2 separate regions of the Hordeum vulgare genome follow, and region 2 is linked to region 1. The links are chromatin contacts, called in public Hi-C maps. All regions are on one chromosome and are shown on one strand. The core of a region is the stretch at or near the end of the contact, and the rest is flanking DNA. Distances in the headings are between cores, read along the strand shown. Region 1 has its middle 100 kb from the start of LOC123427766. Region 2 holds the start of LOC123427783 (40S ribosomal protein S7).

The links. Hi-C and Micro-C count contacts between places; a contact is called where the count stands out from the background.
Region 2: a Hi-C map of seedling shows a contact between it and region 1, with 2.6 times the contacts expected there. The contact joins the promoter of LOC123427783 here to the enhancer-like site in region 1. A contact is called at or near these places in 1 of 6 Hi-C or Micro-C datasets (seedling) and 1 of 1 datasets of contacts at active chromatin or transcription factors (embryo).

What each region holds. Positions count from the first base shown.
Region 1 is chr1H:157,970,791-157,973,490 of MorexV3_pseudomolecules_assembly, reverse strand. No RefSeq gene overlaps it. Among protein-coding and RNA genes, the nearest start is that of LOC123427766, 100 kb to the right of the region's middle. Within about 2 kb of position 1,385, at least 3 of the 3 cell types and tissues checked have open chromatin away from gene starts, as enhancers often do. A contact at or near this core is called in seedling, where this site is marked.
Region 2 is chr1H:158,575,394-158,578,093 of MorexV3_pseudomolecules_assembly, reverse strand. It overlaps LOC123427783 (40S ribosomal protein S7), which reads left to right and starts at 1,353. Exons shown (of 5, transcript XM_045111903.1): 1 at 1,353-1,487; 2 at 1,577-1,650; 3 at 1,755-1,878; 4 at 2,619-2,700. The coding sequence starts at 1,413.

The sequences.
Region 1 (2,700 bases), core at 136-2,635:
TCGGAATAACAAATAACAATTCCGGGAAGTCCCCACATGCAAATTAAGATTCGATATTGTTATGCCTATAATAAAATTTTAGAGTTATTAAACAAAAAAATAAAGGCTACCATGTTATTTTACATATTTTTCTAACCAAGTTATATATGTGGGACATTTTAATCGGAGATACGGTTAATCACATATGAGACAAACCGTTTTAACATGACATGTACGCAAATTTAATTAAACATCATGTTTAAACATTTGAAACACATGAGAGAGTTGGATATTGTGAATCTACATGAAATTTTAAGCATTTTTCATGTTGGCGTTATTTTAATCCGATGCACGATTAATTTGCTATGCATTAAATCATTTTAATATGGCATCACGTAAATCAATGCAAACAGTAGGTCAAACAACTTTAAACATGCATGAAATTTGGAAATTATTAATCAACATAAATTTTTAGTCATTTTACATAGCTAGAATATTTTCATACGATGCACGATTATTTAGTTATTAGCAATTTAAAATTATGCAATAATATGCAATTATGCAATATCCTGAAAATTAGACAATTTCACATGTGGAAAAAGACATGGCACGGGCCTAATCTGCACAGAGTTGGGTCAACACGGCAGGTCGTTGGATAAACAAAATGTGCATGGGCGAGGCATAGAGGGGAGCTCACCCTAGGCCAGATCTAGCCTGGACGAGCTGGGCTAGCTCGCTGGGCTTGGGGTCGACTCGGCTGCGCGGGCAGGCCGTCCGATGCGGCCCCGACGGCTGGCGGCCCACAACGCGGGCAAGGCTGGCCCGATGCTATGCTCCCTCCTCAAATAGGTCTAATGGATAAGCTACATAACAGACCATTGGCTGTCTTCCCCAGCAACAGGCTCGCACGAGCGAGCGCTCGCAAGGACCGGTGGCGCGGTCAACGGCGCCGGCGGCGGCTTGGCGCGACGACGAGGCGCGGAGGAGGCCTGGGACACGCGGATCCGGCGGGGAACGGGCCGATCCCGAGGTGGAGCTGCCGGATCCGGCGAGACCCGGCGACGACGAGGCGGGGAGGACAATCCATGGCGGCTGATTCCTGCGAGCGGAGAGGAGAGAAATGGGGTCACGGAGAGGGGGAGAGAGCTCGGAAGAAGAGAGACGGGCGCGGGCGATCGGATCCGGCTCGGGGAGGGTCCGACGACCGGCTATGGGGCGGCGACTTGCAGCGCAGGCGGCGGCGCGGGGCTCCGATGAGGCAGGTGAACGCAGGGCACCAGGGAGGCGCAGGAGCACGCGCGGGGCGTGCAAGGCGTGGGGCCCGCGGGCCATGGCGGGCCTGCTGCGGGCCGTGGCAGGCCGCAGTGGCTGGGGCGGCGCCAGGGCTGATGTGGGACCCTTCAGTTGGCCACAGAGGCGACTACAACGACGCCAAGTGGCCAAGGGGAAGTGGGCGGCACCGGATTTCAAGGAGAGGGGCTGGGAAGGCCAAAAATGGACGTTGGGGTTGCCTATAAATAGCAGGGAGGCTAGGGTTTGGTTTTTTGCATCGTTTTTGAATCGTTTGATCACGATCGAACGGTTCGGAAGCGGAGGGGTGGCTAGGTGGGCTATGATGGATTAGGTTGGGCTGTGTAGATGGGTTAGGCGGGATGAGAGGAAAGTTTTGCAGCCCGACACAAAGTTTATAAAATCAAAAAACGTCCGTTAATAAACCGGCTCTAGTGTCTCTCTAGGTTTAATGGTTCGGATAAGAAACAAACTACGAATGCGACGAAATTTGGCACGCGACCTACCTATACTATGATAAAGACCGCACTTCAAGTTTCAACCCAATCTGAAAAAGTTTCATACATAATTTTAAAAACAAATATTTTAACGATGTTACGGGCGCGTGCGTGTGTGGTTGGTCTTGAAACGGTCAACGACAAAATGGATAGAACCAACAACTAATAACAGATGCAAGTTTTGAAAAATGAAGGCAACAAAGTGTCGACCCAATGCGGATGATGCGCATAATGCGATGATAAATGCGACGAACAAAATAATCACACAGCGACAACGGAATAAAAGGGGAATCTGCTGGAGCATCGCTTCCGGGTTGTTACATGCACTGCGACAGGGGCGGTGCATCGGGCCGTGATGATGCACGTGCGGCGGCGGCTAGGCTTCGAGGCGAGGGGAATCATGGTTTGGGCGAGGTTGGTGTTAGCGTACCTGACATGGGGGATCCAGAGGGCAATGAAAACCCCTAATCCAACACTGCCGAACCACCTGTGCAGCCCAGACGGCCCAACCCCTACTACCACGGGCCGGCTTGGGCCAGCTGAAGCTAGCCGCGGCAGTACTTGAAGCCACGCGCACAGAGGGGAACGACATCCAGTGGATCATGGAGCCGACGGCGATGGCTACCTGTTCTTCCTCCTACCAGCGATCCCCTTTCCCAATTCATGTAATCCGGTTGTAATCGCTACCTATGACTCGAATTCGTGAGCTCAATTAGTAGATCGAGTGTATCCACCACTCGTTCCCTAACATCTGGTATCAAAGCCAGGTGGGTAGGCAGGTAGGCCATGATGTTGCGTCCACTATTTGTGAGTCCATGAATAACATTCAGCTACAAGGTCTGTGCAGCAAATGGAGTTTCCTGGGTCTCGTAGGATACTACCGCCGATTTGTTAGGAATTTCGGCATGATCGCACAACCCGTGTTCAATCTTCC
Region 2 (2,700 bases), core at 104-2,603, 600 kb before region 1:
TTGCATATAGTCAGAAAACCTTGACTATCATTGATCAACTGGCTAGCCAACTAGAGGCTTGCTAGGGACATTGTTTTGTCTATGTATCCACACATGTATCTATTTTTCATTCAATACAATTATAGCATGGATAATACACGATTATCTTTTACCAGGAAATATAATAATAACTATTTATCATTGCCTCTAGGGAATATTTCCAACAAATGCAACTACCCAATGAATCACACGGCGACAACGGAATAAAAGGGAATCTTCTGGAGCGTCGGTCTCGGGCTGTCACAAAAGCGCAGCCGCGGAGCGTTCTCCGGACCGAGCTGAGGGCGTTTGGTGGCACGACGTTTCTTGCGGTATTCGACTTTCGTCCATTCATTGCAATGGCCTGAAGGGAAGGGGCTCAGGCACGGGGAAGAGCGAACCACAATGGGTTTTAGCCTTTACTGCCCGAAAGAGGGATCCCTAGCAGTATCCGGGGTGGAGAAGGCGGCCGCGGTCTTGGAGCACTCCCCCCGGAGCAGGATTCGCAGCGGGAGCTTGGGGTTGCCGTTGACGAGCCAGGGTGAGGCTGAGAGTTCAACAGATCTGATGGACCGCTGGACCTGGCGAGATCACGGACCGAGGCCGGTTGCCCCCACTCCTTGTTGTCTACTGAGGTGGACCGCGCAGATTCGAAGCATGCGGGGCGGGAGCGCCCCATGAGGTGTGGAGAGGTGGCGTCCCTACCCGGGCGGGCATCGCCGGGGTGTGGTGGCCGTCGTGGTCGAGGTGGCCAGCGACTCTATCGTGGGAGGGGAGGGAGGTAGCTTGTAGGGACTAATGGTCAATTGCTTGATGAAGTAAAAGGCTTGATCAGTTCTTTCGTAGATTGTAGGGTTGTTTGGGTGCGACGTTGTGCAAACAAAGTTGCACATGTCTTAGTTAGGGAAGGTTGCTTGAAATTCTTATGTAAAACTTGGATCCATGTGTCTCCTGAGTGTGTTAGCTTGGAGATTGTATGAGACAAGACTTTAAACGTTGAATAAAGTGGCATAAAGTGGCAATGATTCTCATAAAAAAGGAAGAAGAAGCAGGTAGCACATGTACGTGCTTCTTTGATCCGCTGTTATGAATCTTTATATTGAATCTGTTAAAACCTTTTTGATAATCTGCTAATGGAACAGTGTGTGTTCGTCGGACTTTGACTTATGTTTATGGATGAATTTCCACAAACACGAGTCCGAAAAAACAAATCTTGATAAAGATCGATATTGGCCAATGCAACAGGCCTTTTGTGCCCAGCATGGCCCAGCCCACAAACATTTTGGGATCCCCTTAGACCTATAAAAACATATCCCACTACTCGCGGCCGCCTCTAAACCCTACCTCCGTGGCCGCCACACCTCGACCTCAGGCGAAGAAAGGGCGAAAGCACCATGTACACGGCGAGGAAGAAGATCCAGAAGGACAAGGGCCTCGAGCCCTCCGAGTTCGAGGACTCCGTCGCGCAGGTAGCTAGGAAGCCCTCTCGTCTGACGTCACTGCCCTTGCGTGTGGTCTCTGGGCTCCGTGTTTCACCACCGCCGTTTCGTCTTTGTAGGCTTTCTTCGACCTGGAGAATGGCAACCAGGAGCTCAAGAGCGACGTCAAAGACCTCTACATCAACGCCGCCTTGTAAGCCATCAGCCAGCCTTAACCTTGATTTTCGTTTCAGTTGAGCAGTCCAATTGGCAGTGAAGGCGATGATGGTTTCTGGTTTGTGCGGCCTCTTGTTGCAGCCAGATGGATGTTGCAGGGAACAGGAAGGCCGTGGTCATCCACGTCCCGTACAGGCTCCGCAAGTCCTTCAGGAAGATCCACGTCAGGCTCGTCAGGGAGCTCGAGAAGAAGTTCAGCGGCAAGGTTTGTGGAATGCCATTCACCTTGTTAGAATCCTTTCCTTTGAAGAACAGTCTGATCTAGTAATCATTATTTCACATAGGAGTCAGTTGGAGTAAGTTTGCTAGTCAGAAGGATTGCTTATGTGTTGTAGATTGCGTAGACAAGATGGTAATCCCCTATAGCCATAACAATTTACTGCCTTACCAGAGAGCATGTGTCTACGCTCCGCCTGAATCCTGTTCTGTTTTGCACTGCACTCTGCTACTACAAATACAATACGATACCTGTGTGTGTGCAATGTTCACCAGTATGCTACCTCGTCTACAACTAGGACGCTGTACGAATGGGCATGTGTTTTCGGTTTGGAAGAGATGTATTTACTCGAATGCTGTGGCCGTTATTTCTTATTGCCTTCTTTGTCAGGTGTCATTTACAATGTTTGGCATCTTCCATTCAATGTTATTTGTCTAATGAAGAATTTGTTTGTTAGTCTAAAAATACGCCGATGGAGAAATTTCTTAGTAGTCATGTCTTTTGCCTATTAAACATGCCAATACCCCCTAATTTTGTTTAGACAATTATTGTATTCATGTCACTTCCTGTAATTGCCAAAAATATGCCGATGGAGAAATTTCCTAGTAGTTGTATCTTTCACCTATGAAACATGCCCAAACCCCCCAATTAAGCTGAAGCAGAAGTTAGCCAAGTTCCTTTTTCTTCCATGCTTGCTGAATTGTGTAGTTGACTATGACTCAATGCAGGACGTTGTTATTGTTGCAACAAGGCGGATTGTGAGGCCACCCAAAAAAGGTTCTGCTGTTGTTCGCCCTCGTACAAGAACTT